Linked DNA regions of Mus musculus: regions 1, 2, 4 and 5 are each linked to region 3. A link is a contact called in public ChIA-PET, Micro-C and promoter capture Hi-C data. All regions are on one chromosome and are shown on one strand. Each heading gives the region's core, a stretch centred on a gene start, on an enhancer-like site or on the middle of the called end of the contact. The rest is flanking DNA. Distances are from core to core; before and after follow the strand shown. Region 1 holds the start of Tmem131l (transmembrane 131 like). Region 2 holds the start of Tlr2 (toll-like receptor 2). Region 3 holds the start of Plrg1 (pleiotropic regulator 1). Region 4 has its middle 24 kb from the start of Sfrp2. Region 5 overlaps Tmem131l (transmembrane 131 like).

What was found. Promoter capture Hi-C pulls out the DNA fragments that hold promoters and counts their contacts. Hi-C and Micro-C count contacts between places; a contact is called where the count stands out from the background. ChIA-PET counts read pairs in DNA pulled down with a chosen protein or histone mark.
Region 1: a Micro-C map of embryonic stem cells shows a contact between it and region 3, with 9 times the contacts expected there. The contact joins the promoter of Tmem131l here to the promoter of Plrg1 in region 3. A contact is called at or near these places in 5 of 39 promoter capture datasets (the 3T3-L1 cell line, 3T3-L1-derived adipocytes, cranial neural crest and 2 more), 1 of 484 Hi-C or Micro-C datasets (embryonic stem cells) and 1 of 9 other capture datasets (adipose tissue).
Region 2: a promoter capture Hi-C map of 3T3-L1-derived adipocytes shows a contact between it and region 3, with 4 times the contacts expected there. The contact joins the promoter of Tlr2 here to the promoter of Plrg1 in region 3. A contact is called at or near these places in 10 of 39 promoter capture datasets (the 3T3-L1 cell line, 3T3-L1-derived adipocytes, the C10 cell line and 7 more).
Region 4: an RNA polymerase II ChIA-PET map of memory CD8 T cells shows a contact between it and region 3, with 12 read pairs. The contact joins the enhancer-like site here to the promoter of Plrg1 in region 3. A contact is called at or near these places in 4 of 39 promoter capture datasets (the 3T3-L1 cell line, the C10 cell line, cranial neural crest and 1 more) and 4 of 115 datasets of contacts at active chromatin or transcription factors (the 230-238 cell line, embryonic stem cells and memory CD8 T cells).
Region 5: a promoter capture Hi-C map of liver shows a contact between it and region 3, with 2.4 times the contacts expected there. The contact joins the enhancer-like site here to the promoter of Plrg1 in region 3. A contact is called at or near these places in 7 of 39 promoter capture datasets (the 3T3-L1 cell line, the C10 cell line, cranial neural crest and 4 more).

What each region holds. Positions count from the first base shown.
Region 1 is chr3:84,038,879-84,041,578 of GRCm38.p6, forward strand. Tmem131l (transmembrane 131 like) reads right to left here and starts at 1,283. Exons shown (of 35, transcript NM_172681.4): 1 at 1,099-1,283; 2 at 437-507. The coding sequence starts at 1,222. It overlaps Gm30352 (a long non-coding RNA gene), which reads left to right and starts at 1,343. Exons shown (of 4, transcript XR_867387.3): 1 at 1,343-2,033.
Region 2 is chr3:83,840,167-83,842,866 of GRCm38.p6, forward strand. It overlaps Tlr2 (toll-like receptor 2), which reads right to left and starts at 1,442. Exons shown (of 3, transcript NM_011905.3): 1 at 1,354-1,442; 2 at 723-970.
Region 3 is chr3:83,054,202-83,056,901 of GRCm38.p6, forward strand. Plrg1 (pleiotropic regulator 1) reads left to right here and starts at 1,337. Exons shown (of 15, transcript NM_016784.3): 1 at 1,337-1,453; 2 at 2,570-2,676. The coding sequence starts at 1,445.
Region 4 is chr3:83,788,506-83,791,205 of GRCm38.p6, forward strand. It overlaps the pseudogene Gm7115. Among named protein-coding and RNA genes, the nearest start is that of Sfrp2, 24 kb to the left of the region's middle. Within about 2 kb of position 1,451, at least 133 of the 459 cell types and tissues checked have an H3K27ac peak or open chromatin away from gene starts, as enhancers often do. A contact at or near this core is called in embryonic stem cells and memory CD8 T cells, where this site is marked.
Region 5 is chr3:83,898,932-83,901,631 of GRCm38.p6, forward strand. Tmem131l (transmembrane 131 like) reads right to left here. Exons shown (of 35, transcript NM_172681.4): 32 at 2,415-2,535; 33 at 1,396-1,487; 34 at 246-385. Among named protein-coding and RNA genes, the nearest start is that of Tlr2, 59 kb to the left of the region's middle. Within about 2 kb of position 1,395, at least 28 of the 459 cell types and tissues checked have an H3K27ac peak or open chromatin away from gene starts, as enhancers often do. A contact at or near this core is called in liver, where this site is marked.

The DNA.
Region 1 (2,700 bases), core at 33-2,532, 980 kb after region 3:
AAGTACCACTCACTAACATTTATGAAATCAATATTCCCATTGTGTTCAACCCTCCAGCCACTTGCCATCCACACCACACCCGCCTGCTTAGAGACAGCCGTGGAGACCCAGAAGCGAGTCCTCCGCCCACCCTGGCCCACTAACGAGCCAAGGAAGTCGCCACTAGCCAGGCGCAAGGCTGTGAGACACACAACCCTGCTGAGGTGGCCTGGACACCCACCTTCTGAACTTGGGGCGGCCCTGACTCACACCCTGTCACATGGCGCGGGAGCCAGGCTGAAGAGCCACCGTTGCCAGGTGTTCAGGCTCGGCACGACCGTTTATTTGCCTTGCAAAGTGACCCGAGCGCTCCTGTGCCATTGGGGGGAAGGCCGGCAACCTCCAGGCCTCTCCTCCCTCACACGCCCACACCCGCCCTGTCACCGGTCCTCCTCACCTGAGTGGGCAGCAGGAGTTCCCCTTCTTCTGCCTGCCACAGCTCCACCACGTTCGGCAAGGGCTCAAACGCTGCACGGACACCAAAAAAACACACCGCGTTTGTAATGCACGGCAAAGAAACGCTTCCTGTTTCCTCGCCCGTCCCCTCGTGCCAACCGCCTGCCCCCAAACAAGTCTCCTTCTCCCCTCGCAGGGCAGGCCACCCGAGGGGTGAGCCGAGGATGCAAATACAATGCCCAGCCGGACCCCGGGGTCCAGAAGATGAGGGCGTGCGGGCTTGGTCAAGACCAGGGCATGAGGCCGCCGCACCAAGCACGGCGCGACCCCCAAGCCACCGGGCTGGGGGAAACAAAGCTGCAGGAAGCCGGGCGCGGCGAGGCACCCGCGCGCCACACAAAGCGGGGGATGCGCCCGGGGCGCAGGGGCCCGCGCACAAAGGCTCCGGGGCGTGCGCGGCTAGCGGTCCCTGAGCCCCACGCTGCCCGCTCCTGGCCCGGCCTAGAGTCGCCGAGGGGACGCTGCGGTCGCAGGGCTGCAGCAGCCCGTCTTCCCCAGCCGCCCGAGTCCCCTTCCTCCGCGAACCCTCACAGATTTCAACAGTTCCCTAAAAGAAAGGGGGGGCGGGGCGGCGGGGACAGCCAGCCCCGACGACGGGCTGACCTTGTCCCTGAGCCCCTCCCGGACGGCAGCAGGACAGCAGGACCTGGAAGACGCCCAGCAGAAGGTTCACGGCAGCGGCCGTGCGGCGGTAGGCGCCGGACTGCGGGCGCCGGAGCCCCGCCATGCTGGTGCTCGCCGCGCTCGCTCGCAGCGATCTTGTTCTCTTGTTTGGTGGCGCCGCGGCCGCCAGGCCGCGCCCCGGGCCCGCCCCCGCGCCCTGGCCCCGCCCCGCCTCCGGGCCCGCCCCCCGCTGTTGGGCCCGCCCCCGCAGCTGTTGGACTGCTGCTCAGCGCCGGCGCGCCGCTTGCTCCCGAGCGCGTGTGCTCCGCAGATAGAAGGGGATGGAACGCGGCGGGGAGCGGAGGGACGAAGACAATGCGAACGCTCACAGCGCGCAGCACGTGCCCGAGGGCCCCCAGAAGCTTGACTCTGGGGGCTGGGGCTCGCGGCCCACGGGGAGAGGGTGTTGTCGTGAACTTTCATGAGGTTCTCTTTGTCGATGACACCCGGGCCACGGTGGGGGCACTAACCCCCCGGGGGGAGGGGTCCTGGGAATGAATCGTAGCCCAGCGCTTGGCCTTGAACAGGATATTAGTGGAAATATTGCTGTGGTTGTCAGGAAACGCGAGTGCAGCCGCACAGCTACTGCCTGTTATGCAGCGAGGATATCCGGTGGCTGCGAGGTCTGTAATTTAGAATAAAAAGCTCTCCCAACACCCGAGAGGCTGACCTCAGCGCCGCGTGGCGGTAATGCGCTCAGCGCCCTCTGTGGAGACGGTCCAAATCCTGACAGGTGGGAGAGCTTAGGTTAGACCTTCAAGAGCCCTGCAGATGGACCTGCAGAATCAGACTGCAAAAGTGAGCCAGCCACTTGCTAAACGTAGTTGAAGTGGAGGGCACAGATCGCCTGCCAGTTAACAATATTAATAAGTAGTGTAAGTCATACTTGGAAATTTATTTTCTGCCTCTGTTTTTTTTTTTTTTAAGTTGATTTGCTGTGTGCAGCAAACGTAGCTCGTATGAAACTCAGAGACTGTGAGCTTCAGGAAGTGATGGTGTACACCTGTCTGCTTACATTGATCTTCTGTTTAATTGCTTCTGGAGCCTTCCAGTCTAGACTATGGGAAAAAATGTAGTCTCATAGCAGGTCAGATGTTGGTCAAGGACAATATGAATGATGGATGCTCTCTTCATAATACCATACTGTGAACCTAATCTCTTTGTCTGGATGTAACTCTAAATGAGGTTAAACCACCTGATTTCTTTGCCATACTTAACACTTGATAAAAGCAAATGTCCACATGGAAATGTCATTTTGCTTTGTCCAACTTGAGCAGCTCCAATTATTTCTTACTCCCCCCCCCCCCAGATTGCTTGGGTGCATCCCTGGCAAGGATGTCCTGTCCTATCCCATTGGACCCTTTTTTTCCTCTTCATTTCACTTCTCTGGGTTTCTATTTGCCCCTCGGATACTGAAATTCCCTCACTGCATTCAAGGGTCTCAGAAAATCGATGGTATGTCCCGGCTATCGCATGCAAAGCTCTTGGTTCAGGTCACAGTACCACAAAACCAACACATGTTTCAGCCCACACTAGGTGTTT
Region 2 (2,700 bases), core at 192-2,691, 790 kb after region 3:
AAAAGCTAAGCCAGCCTATGATTGTAGGTTGTAGATGTTAATTCTTTCCTGACGCTACTAACTTGATCATTTAAGTGAAGTACCTTCTATTCAATATAATTAATATGTGGAGGCTTCCAATCGTTGCATTATGAACGTTCTGAATTGTTTCCCTATGTTAAGTGTTCTCCCTTAAGCTTCACTTCTTTAAATGGGAGGGTGATTTTTCATTGGGCACTTATCCCGTTAAATGTTAACTTATAAATTTAGAACAAACAAACAAACAAAAACTTGGTAGCTTAGAAACTTCCAAAACATACTGTCAATGCCTGGCAGTTTTTGTATTCACTAATTAAAGGTTTAAGGTGCAAGTGTTCTTTGCTTAGAACAGAAAAACAAAACAAAACAAAACAAAAACAAAACAAACAAAAAAACAAAAAAACAACAAAAAACTTCGAGTGTAGTGAAATAAGATATTTTCCAGTACTCATAATATTTCCCTTTTGGGGAGGAAAAGGGTCTCTCCGTCTGAGTCCAGCCACCTTACCTACCATTTGCTCTTTGCTGAAGAACTTTCTGTCAGATCAAAAGCCTCCAGGCAATCTGAGCGTTTTACACCCGAAATAATATTTCTCCTTTTTGAAACTAGAAAAGCCTTTTCCTGACATCTAAGATGTAAACACAAGGTTCTCGTTTATAGGACTGAAGAAGTCATAAGATACTTATTAAAAGACTCCACTCACGCTTTGTCTGAGGTTTCGGTAAGTTGTTTTCTGACCGGTGATGCAATTCGGATGCTCCAGAGATGAACGAAAAGCAGAGAAGTGAAGCCCCTACACTCAGAAACAAGATCCTGGTCAGAAGGAAACAGTCCGCACCTCCTTGAACGACATCTTTTCCACTTCTAGGTCGCAGAGACTGCCGTCCAACCTTCACCATCAGAAACTATGATTGCGGACACATCTCCTGCCAGTGACCGCCTGCCCGGAGCCTGGGGACAAGAGAGGGGTGGACTGGATGTAAGTTGGGACAGCGTCACCGTTCACCCTAGCTTCCCAGGGTTCAGAGACACTACAGACACTCCCTTCTGTGACCCCAGGGCCAGAAAGGCTGTAAAGACGCAGATCACACAGCCGCGGGCTCTGGGACAGTGGCTGCAGCTCTCCGGTGGCCCCCTCTTCCCTGGGTGTCCCTCTTCCTGCAGGGATCACAGCAGGAAACAAACATCTGGCCCCAAAGCTGATCCGCCCGGCTGGGGGCGCAGGTGCTTCACTTTGGAAACCAGGTCCCCGCACAGCACAGCGGCCGCCCCGGTCGATTCGACCCTGTCCGGGGAGGGGTGCAGCAACCCGGCAGCAGGACCGATCCACCTACCTAGGAGTCCTCCAGCCGCCGCTCCCCGTGCCCACTAGCCATCTGGGCACCAGCCTAGGAAGACTGAAGACCTGGAAGTGAGGGAAGGGGATGTCCCCAGGTCAGGGCCCCGAACTTCCCGGTCGCCAGCACCGCCCCCGGTGCGGCAAGCGCCGCCCACAGGGGTCTGCAAGGGGAACGGAGCCTGGCATCAGAGCTGGCAGGAGCCACAGGGCAGGCAAAACAGAACTGAAAGTCCAGAGGCTCCGTGTGGGAATTCCCCAGGTGTCCTAAAGAGAAAGCTGCCTCCCAGCTCGCCTTTTGGCTGAGTTGAGCTGCTGCAAGGATTCTGGAAGGAAGAGGATATTCTGAAGAGACGCACTCTCTTTGGTTATTGGAATGCTCCAGCTAGGAAACGTTAAAAAATTACAGCCCTGTGCCAGTCACAGGGAGTTTTTATCAGTTCACCATGAGGAAAACACTGGAGGCCTGGACAATGATGGCTGAATGACTCGGGGGGATAGCACACCTTGACCAAAACTGCCTACTTATGGATTCTTTCTGTATTATCTAAATCTAAACCTGTGGTGACAGGATGCTGAACTTAGGATGGGGGCGTCGTACACCCTCATTATTTAGTTGTCTTCCTGATGTGGCTACACTGAATAGCTACTTTTCTGCTGTCTACTGATAATCATTTAAATACCCTATCGAGGCCCAAAAGGATAGGCTAGACAGCCAGGGCTGCCAAGACCCAGGTCCTAACTCTAACTACTCTAATCTCAGAATCTCACTTCTCCCTCAAACACATCTTTTGAACTCTTTTGCTATCTCTCCATCCTCAGAGGTTGCAACTTGGGCTCAGGAATATTTTCTCTTTCTCCTCCTTTTCAACACTTTGTCCCCCTGCCCTTATGTCTCTGGGATCCATTTCTGCTCAGCATCTGATAACAGAGTCTACCAGCCTCCATGCAGACCTGAATGGCAGCATTGTGCTTGGGATATGAATGGATAAGGATGGCACAGATATGTTTCTCTTTCCTTGGCCCCCAGAACAGCCCCCCTTCTAAGCATGGGGAAGATTCGGGGCCCCCACTTCTATCTATGGCTTTGAAGCTAAGTACTTCCCTTTCTCTATCCCATAGCTGCATCGCAGAGTGATTCTGAAAACAGCGTAGATTGGTTTGCTTCATGGTGGAGATGTGGCTCCATATTCCAGTTGTAAGGGGAAACCCCCTACTTTAAAACAAGTTAATCACCTGCCTCGGGTGCCTGTGATCCCATTTGACCTCGGCAAGGCGAGATTGGATGCAGAGCAAGCAACCTTACCCCCATTTTCACAAGAAAATGTCCTGTGAATCAGAAATA
Region 3 (2,700 bases), core at 87-2,586:
TGAACAGGAGATCTGTGTATGATATGTGTGATTTATGGGTCTCATGACTAGATAATAGGATCACCCAAGCTATTCATTTAAGAAGGAAATTTTCACACGGGTGGCTTAATTCAAGAGCTGTAAGAAGAGTAAAACCTAGTGTGGTTTACCTCAGTAGACTGCCCTTATGAGCCTTGCATAAGCTGTGTTCAGGATGACTAAGGTATCTCACAAGTTTAATGAGAGTTGTCTAGTAGTTATATTAACATAGATACATTAAGGTCTTTCTTACATTTCCTTAGTGTTTTGTGATTTAAAATGTTCTTTTCTATGGCTATTACTATTTCCTTGCAACGTGCACAAACATTAGCCACTTTTACAGAAAATAAGATCCTTTGGCTAAACTCACATTCACATTTAGAAATGACTACTTGCGGGCTACAAAGATGGCGCTGACGTTAAGGCTCAAAACTAAAAAGACTAGAAATGTCCATTTTCAGGTTAAAAACACGACCTTCATGTTTTTAATGAATTAAAATATAAATCGAGCGAGAGCATTGCTGTATCGGCGCTACGTTTCATCCTTCTCAAAGTATTCGCAGTATTCTGAGGACGGTATCCGTGAACTTAACCACAGTTCAGGAAGACGCACAATCTGTGAAAACGCCTTAAGATCGCAAATAGCAACTACATCAATACAGAAAACATTTGAAAACGATCGATCATATAAGCCACAGATTTATTTTTAACCTGGGTAAATCACAAAACCTCAACACTTTAGCGTCAAGCCAAATAAAATAAAACCAACTTAAGTTCTCAACCTTTTTTTTTTTTTTTTTTTAATTGCTTGTTTAAGCTGGACAGTGGTGGCGGCGCACGCCTTTAATCTCTGCACTTGGGAGGCAGAAGCAGGAGGATTTCTGAGTTCGAGGCCAGCCTGGTCTACAGAGTGAGTTCCAGGACAGCCAGGGCTACATAGAGAAACCCTGTCTCGAAAAAAAGAAAAGAAACGAAAAAGTTGCTTGCTTAAAACCTCCAAGTAAGGAGCACCAAGCTTCTGGAAGCAGGTACCGCCCCTAAACGTTAAGGCTGGCGCGCTCCCTTAGCTCCGGCTGAAATCTCCGCCCTCAGGCAGGAGACTCCGCCCAGCTCCGCCGAGACCCGCCCTTCTGCCTGGAGACATCGTTCGTCCCCGCCCAAACCCCGCCCCAGTCCCGCCCAGCGGCTGCCGAAGTCCCGCTCTCCTCCAAGAGGCTCCGCGCAACTCCGCCTAGCTTCCGCCCTCCACCGCTAGACTCCGCCCCTCGACCCCTGCGCGGCGGGTTGCCAATACGCATGTGCGGTTAGCGTCACGTCCGGCGACGGGCCCCAATCTCCGGAAAGAGCTGCCGAATAGTGGCGGCGTTTTCTGCGGCGATTATTTGAGTTCCTTCGCTGCTGGAGGGGTAGACTAAACGGCGGCGACATGGTGGAGGTAAAGTGATGCTTGGGTACTTGGGAGTCGTTTGTCCCTGGAGCTTTGCTTTGCCCACGGAAGTGTAGGATGAAAGTGGTGGGAATCTGGGGAAAGGAACTGTAGTCAAAGCTGGTGGTCTCGGCACGTCGGGGTGGGAGGAAGGCCGATGACATCCCAAGTCCGAGCTTCAGTCGGCGGGAAGCCTGAGGGAATCCTGCAGTCCGTGTGTTGTCGTAGGTACCTGGCCGTCTCCTGGGAGGCGGGGCTTCTGATGTTCCCACCGTGGCTGGGATGCTAGTCCGTGCTGTCTTGTCAGTTCCACTGTTATTTCATCTCTACCGCAGTAGAGGCGTGCGGTTCTTGATTTTGTTTGTTTGTTTGTTCTTGCGTATCCCAAACGTTTCTTACTCCCACCCACTGCGTTCCAGGTCCACTGCAGTCCTCCGAGTCTAGCCTAACATCTTTTGCCCGGACTCATTCAATAACTTCCAGCTGGTCTAAGTGCTTAGGATTAACGAACACATTGCAGGAGTGTAGTTCAGTGCTGCTTTCTGTTCCAGTGTTATAGAGTAAAAATGTTGGTGGTGGCAGAGGTCTAAACCTCACCGACCCTGGAAACCCACACTTCCGCAGCATTCACAACTGCTGCGGTTCTGAGTTATCTGGACACCTTTGCAGTGGGATTTCCCACACTTTCACTGCTTGTACCTCTATTCCGTGTAAGGCTGTCTCCCTCTCTGCTTATCACCTGAGAGAAACCTTTCTTGATTATATCTACCAATTCTCCCCCCACCAACTCATCCCATTGCCTATTTTCATAGAACCCTCCAAAAATGTGGAATTATTTTGCTTATTTTTGTCTGTTGCCTCTTGAGTACACTGCATGCCGCATACAGTACTAGCTCGGTAAATATCTACTGAACACATTGTAGGCATTACTCAGTTACTTTTCTAAGAGCTCTGGCCAGACAGGAGCTTTCTCATCTTCGTTGTTGATTGCTGTAGTTTGTTACAGTTATTGAGGAGTGTATATCCTTCTCCATATTTAGCGTGGAAATTGCATAATGACTCTCATGTCGATTAGGGTGTATGGGTCTCTTGTTAGATGTGTGATTTTTGGCTGTCTCTTTACAGGAGGTACAGAAGCATTCTGTACACACACTGGTGTTCAGGTCATTGAAGAGGACCCATGACATGTTTGTGGCTGATAATGGAAAACCCGTGCCTTTGGATGAAGAGAGGTAAGCTTTATTCCTTTTCAGTTG
Region 4 (2,700 bases), core at 201-2,700, 730 kb after region 3:
TGTCCCTGATCGTGCCAGGGAGATCTCTGGAGATAGTCAACAGCGGCAGCATCACCAGGAACCCTGTTACAAATAGAAATTCTCATGTCCTGGCCAACATCTCCTGTACCAGAGCACCTCAGGGAGGGTCCAGAAGTGGAGAGCTGTTGTAGCCTTTCTGATAGAGCCAAGCTCCCGGCATGCACACTGATCCTCACAAGTGGTCCTTGAACCTGCGTCTGTCCCTATCCTCTGCTAGGAAGTAAGTTTCCTGATTGCAGAGATGTGACCATCTAGCTGGTCATTTGATCTACGGTAGTAACATCTTGTGGGTGATGACGTAAAGGCACATCCTATAGGCTGGATGATTGACTGGGTGTTTCTTCATTGTATGCTTGAGTAAATCTACACTTGATGTTAGGAGAGAGGTGCCCTCTGAAGGTAGAGGGCAAAGGTACGTTGTGAGTGGTCTCCCAAGAGACCCTACAGGTCCTGGAGCACCACCCTGAGGACCATAAAGTTCTGCATACTCTTCCCTGCGGGACTTCTCAGCTTTGTTATCTTTGAAAGTACTGAAGGTGGAGGAACAGTGGACCCGGGAAACAAGAAAGCTCCAAGCTCATCGTGTGGGCTGCCAACCAGACTCTGTTCTCCTAATGGACCCCCTCTACCAGAGAGCTAAAAAGGAAACCTCTTTCTGCCTCCCCCTCCTTCCTTCTGTCTATCAACCCCTTCCCTCAGCTTCTTCCAGTCTTCTGCTCATCTCCTCTTCCTTCCTCCTCTTCCCTTCCTTTCTTCTGTGCTCTCCTCCTCTCTTCCTACCTTTTTTCCCTCCTCCTCTCCTACTCTTCTACCTTGCTGTCCCTGTCCTCCTCTTACTCTTTCCTCCTCTCCTTCCTCTTCCTCTCTTCCCTCCTCCGCCCTTCTTCCTTTCTCATGCCCTCTGGTCGCCCTCCTCCCTTGCCTTATCCTCAGCACACCGTTCTCCCTCTCCCTTTACTCTTCCTTTACCCTCCCTCTTCCCCACCACTGCCCCCTTGCCCACTCCGATCCATTGGTTCTGAACTCCCCACCCCTCTTCCTACCTGTTCCGGACCCTCCTCCAGCCCAGTCACCTCTGGTTCCAGCAGAGAGTACAGGGCGTGGTGGGACGCAGGACCTTTCATCATGTAGGAGGACCCGCAGAACGTGCCCATGCCACACTGAGGAGTCCCTCACTACGCTAGGGAGGTGCGCAGTGCATGGTGACCTGGGCTCCGGAGGAGGTACCACTGCAGCCACAGCCAGGCCACCCGCCCGGCCACTGTCAGCTCGGCTCCAACGCGGACTCTGCTACACTCTCCCGGCGGGGATCCGACGCGGCGACGATCATGGCGGAGCTCAAAGCGGCGGCCGTGCTGGAGGTAGCCCCGCAGCTCGAGCAGGTACCCGCGGGGTGAGAGCCAGGGACCCCGCACGAGTCCTGAGGATGTGGCCCCGCAAGCGCGAGACGCGGTCTGTTCTCCAAGACTCCGCCCACAGGGATGTAAGCCGGCCCCGGACGGAGGCAGGGTCTCCGGACCTTCTGGGAAATGGCCCCTTTCTCGTTCCTCCTTCTCTCCGGGCTTTCTTCCTTCTCTTCATCCTCTCTCCCAGGCTGTTCCCTATCTGTTCCCACCAGTTCCCACTGGCTCAGGGTAAAAGAGAGGCGAGGCACTGTACTTCCACCTTCTCCTTCCGCCTTGAGGTAATCAATCTAAGAGTGCTCTGAGTCACTAGATGTCACCTTAAAGGGTTACTTGCTGGGCTCTGCCCCAAGGTTCGGATTCAAACCTATGTGGTGGGGCCTACCTCCAGGGAGTTGATGATGCTGATACTTGAAGTTTCTCCGGGCTAGTTCTTGCCTCCTATTGGTGGGAACTGAAAATTCAGTCTAATCTTTGTGTTTGCTCATGGGACAGTTCTTCTGCGCTGGCCCACACTAGAACTATATGTACAGGCGAGATATTGAAACTATCAGAGACTGGCTTTTCTTCTGGAGCCTGAATCCTTAAAATAAGGACAAAAGTATCCCACTGAAAGTGGAAGACTGGCCACAAAAGACTGCTCCTGATGTAAGGAAAAGAGCAGGAGAAGCTGGGAGCGTGGCAGGAGGGTGTTCCTTTGAGCTGGTCTTAGAGAACTGATTGCTGCTTTCAGTTAGACTTCACAGAGCTGGGGACATAAAGAAAGACTGGAGTAGCTACTGATAAGGTTGTTTGTTTGTTTGTTTGTTTGTTTATTTTTCTCGAGACAGGGTTTCTCTGTATAGTCCTAGCTGTCCTGGAACTCACTCTGTAGACCAGACTGGCCTCGAACTCAGAAATCTGCCTATCTCTGCCTCCCAAGTGCTGGGATTAAAACCAATGCCCGGCCTGACAAGGTTATATATGATAATTCCCCACAGCTCTAAACCTCAGCCTGTTCTCTTTCCCCCTAATCACCTTTAGCATGTCTGGTTGTGCATTGTCTGAGAACCTCCATCAGCATCAAAGGTTCAAAAGAGCTGGCTCCTGGTCATATTTGTTGGCTGCTGGCTTCCTAGTATCCAGAACTGAGTCTAGCAAATGGCAAGTCCTCAGTATAGACTTGTTAGGTGAATAATTCACTGACCAAATGAAAAATAGGCTCAAACAGCATGACCTAGGGCCTCAGCTCCCAGTCCTCCTTCTCAGGCAAACACCAACCACCGGCCCTGTAGTC
Region 5 (2,700 bases), core at 145-2,644, 840 kb after region 3:
AGACAGTGTGGGCACTACAGACAGCTGCAGAGCCCCTCTTTCACCTCTAACCCCACTGAAGGCCGCGGAGGCCACTGAAGGCCGTGACACAGACTTCCTGCCTGTCTCCACATTACAGCCTTCAGAAGGCGGCCACTACTCTTGTATATGAATCCCATCAGTCTGCCTGACCTGCACTCTGTGCTGAAGCGAGCAGAGCACAGGAAGAGAGAGCAGTGCAGGGGAACAGGAAGGGCGACACTCACTGGAGAGTTGACGAGACTGGCATGGCCCCAGGCAGCGGGCATGCTGGCCGGAGTGTTCCAGGTAGAGGGGGTGCTGTGGCCAATGAAGTCCGTCTGAACTTTCGAGGAGCAGGGGAAGCCATTGGTATAATTCATGTTTTCTGTGAGGGATGGGAGAAAAACTGTTGGTGAGGTGCTGAATTCTCAGTGGAGGATAAAGGCGGCCCTAACCCTGAGTGCAATCTGCATGCTAAGACAGAGCGCCCGGCAGGGCTGCATGTCTGTGCTCACTCATTACATGGGGATACTTCTAACACAGAGGTTAGAGTATTTCTAAAGAAGTGGACAGTGCCAAACTTCTTCCCTCCCCTCAAACCCAACAACATTCAGGGCCAGGTGCGGATGGAACCCTCGGGGCTCAGGCATTCTTGGATACACCTCCCAGCTACGTGCTCTCGATTTTGTTAATTACCAGCCCTCCTCACCCTCATCAACCTGCATATAGATCACATGGCCCCATAAAGCACTTACAAGTACTAAAGCTTTAATCCTAGGGGGACAGCTGCTGTAGCTCCCTCTTGTGGTTAGCTGGCTATAACGCAGTGTCAGAATCAACACCGGACACGTGGCTGGGAAGGGCAGTGCCAGCCAAGAGAAATGCTGGCCCAGCTGTATCCTGCAGTTTCCAGATACTCGGGGAATTCCCCAGCTCTTAATACTTATTGTAACACACGTGTTTTGATGGAGCACCTGTATGTGCCCACTATTCCTGCCCCAAGCTTGGTTCCCTCCTTCAGGGTTCCCCAGACCCAGGGGTAAAGTCGGGACGCGCTGAAGAATGAGTCTATCCCATAGGAGAGTCTCCTGCTGAGAAGTTGTGGCCCTGTTCTCCAATAAAACAGCTGCCCTGTTCAGGCTATAGAGCCATAAGTGACTCAGTTCAACCTAATTTACAGGACGCAGTGGGATGAGGTTACACACAGAAGACCCCAGACACCAGAGCAAGGGCTGCCGGGAGGGTCCATTTGAAATTGCCTCTTCCCATGTGCACAAGTGGATCCAAGTAGCAGCCCCCTCAAGGATCATCCAGGCTGCACACTGTTAGGTGCACAGGCACCTTGCTTGACTTCTGAGAATGCAAGAGTGCATTGGCAATGACCGAGTGCCTTACCTTCTGGGAAGGCATTGTAATCGTTCAGTTCCAGAGGGCAGTACACACTGGGAAATTGGCCTTCGCAGGATGCACTCCAATCAATGAAACTGCTACAAAAAAACAAACAAAAATCAAGGACTAGCTTCAAGTACAGCACGCCAAGAAAGGAGTAAAGACAGAGGAATGGCTCTACTGCCCTGCATCCTCATCTGCAAGTCTCCAGGATAGGGACATAAGCAGTGTGTTCTGTCAAGTCAGAGCCAGAGGCTTAGCTTCTTGCCAAGGACATTGTACCTGCAGGACAGTTGGCTGGGTCAAGGGCACGCTGCCTTCCAAACCGCATCTGTTAGCTAGACACGGAATCTGGCGCAGCTGTATTAGCACCATGGGAAGACAAGGGGACCCTCAGTGCCCCAGTATACACCTGAAGAGCTCTGTCATGCTGCTCCTGCTAATCAAATGTCCAGCTGTCCCCAGATTACAAGCAGCATCCAGCTTGGAAAGGTCAGCACTGTAACCTGTCTGGTACTGCGGTCACTGCAGGCTGCGGTGCATTACAGGAATAAATAAGGTGGGGATACTGTTACAATGAGCCGTCAAGTGGGTCCTGTGACATCAGACACTGACATTTGCCAGGTCCCCTCACTGAGTAACAATAGTATGGCAGACTGAAGCAACCGCTATTGTGTAACAATTTGCTGATATCAGATTTCTGATCCGTTTCAGTTTGTAAGTGTGTTCAAGAATAAGCCACAGGAAAATAAAGATCTGCCCGGGAGAAGGTAATAGGAGCACTTCAGATTTGTTCCACGTATGAAATCATGCTTTCAACCTATAGGGGAACGCCAGGTGGGGCTACCAGCTGTACTGCTCTGACTTCATGTTCCTCACAGCGGCTGCTGTTGGACAGCACAGTGTAACTCCAGAAGGCAGAAAACACAAAGCTCCCAGGCATAGTCCGAGTATCTGGGATTGCCCTGAGCTCCAGCTCCGGCTCTAGTTGCCAAGCGGAGCTGTATAAGAGCAGTGGGGCCTACCTGTCAGGGATGGAGGTGGGCTCCTGAGACACCCCTGGGGCACCGTTCTCCACTGGGCAGTTGAAGCTGCTGGTCAGACACACTGGCTGGGAAGGCCACAGGCCTCCGGGTGGATACAGACCTGAGGGTTCAAGGAGGAAGGTTTAAGAGCAGAACACAGCATGGCAGAGTCCACACGGCAATTCTTTTTTTGTTTGTTTGGTTTTTTTTGTTTGTTTTTTCGAGACAGGGTTTCTCTGTATAGCCCTGGCTGGCCTTGAACTCAGAAATCTGCCTGTCTCTGCCT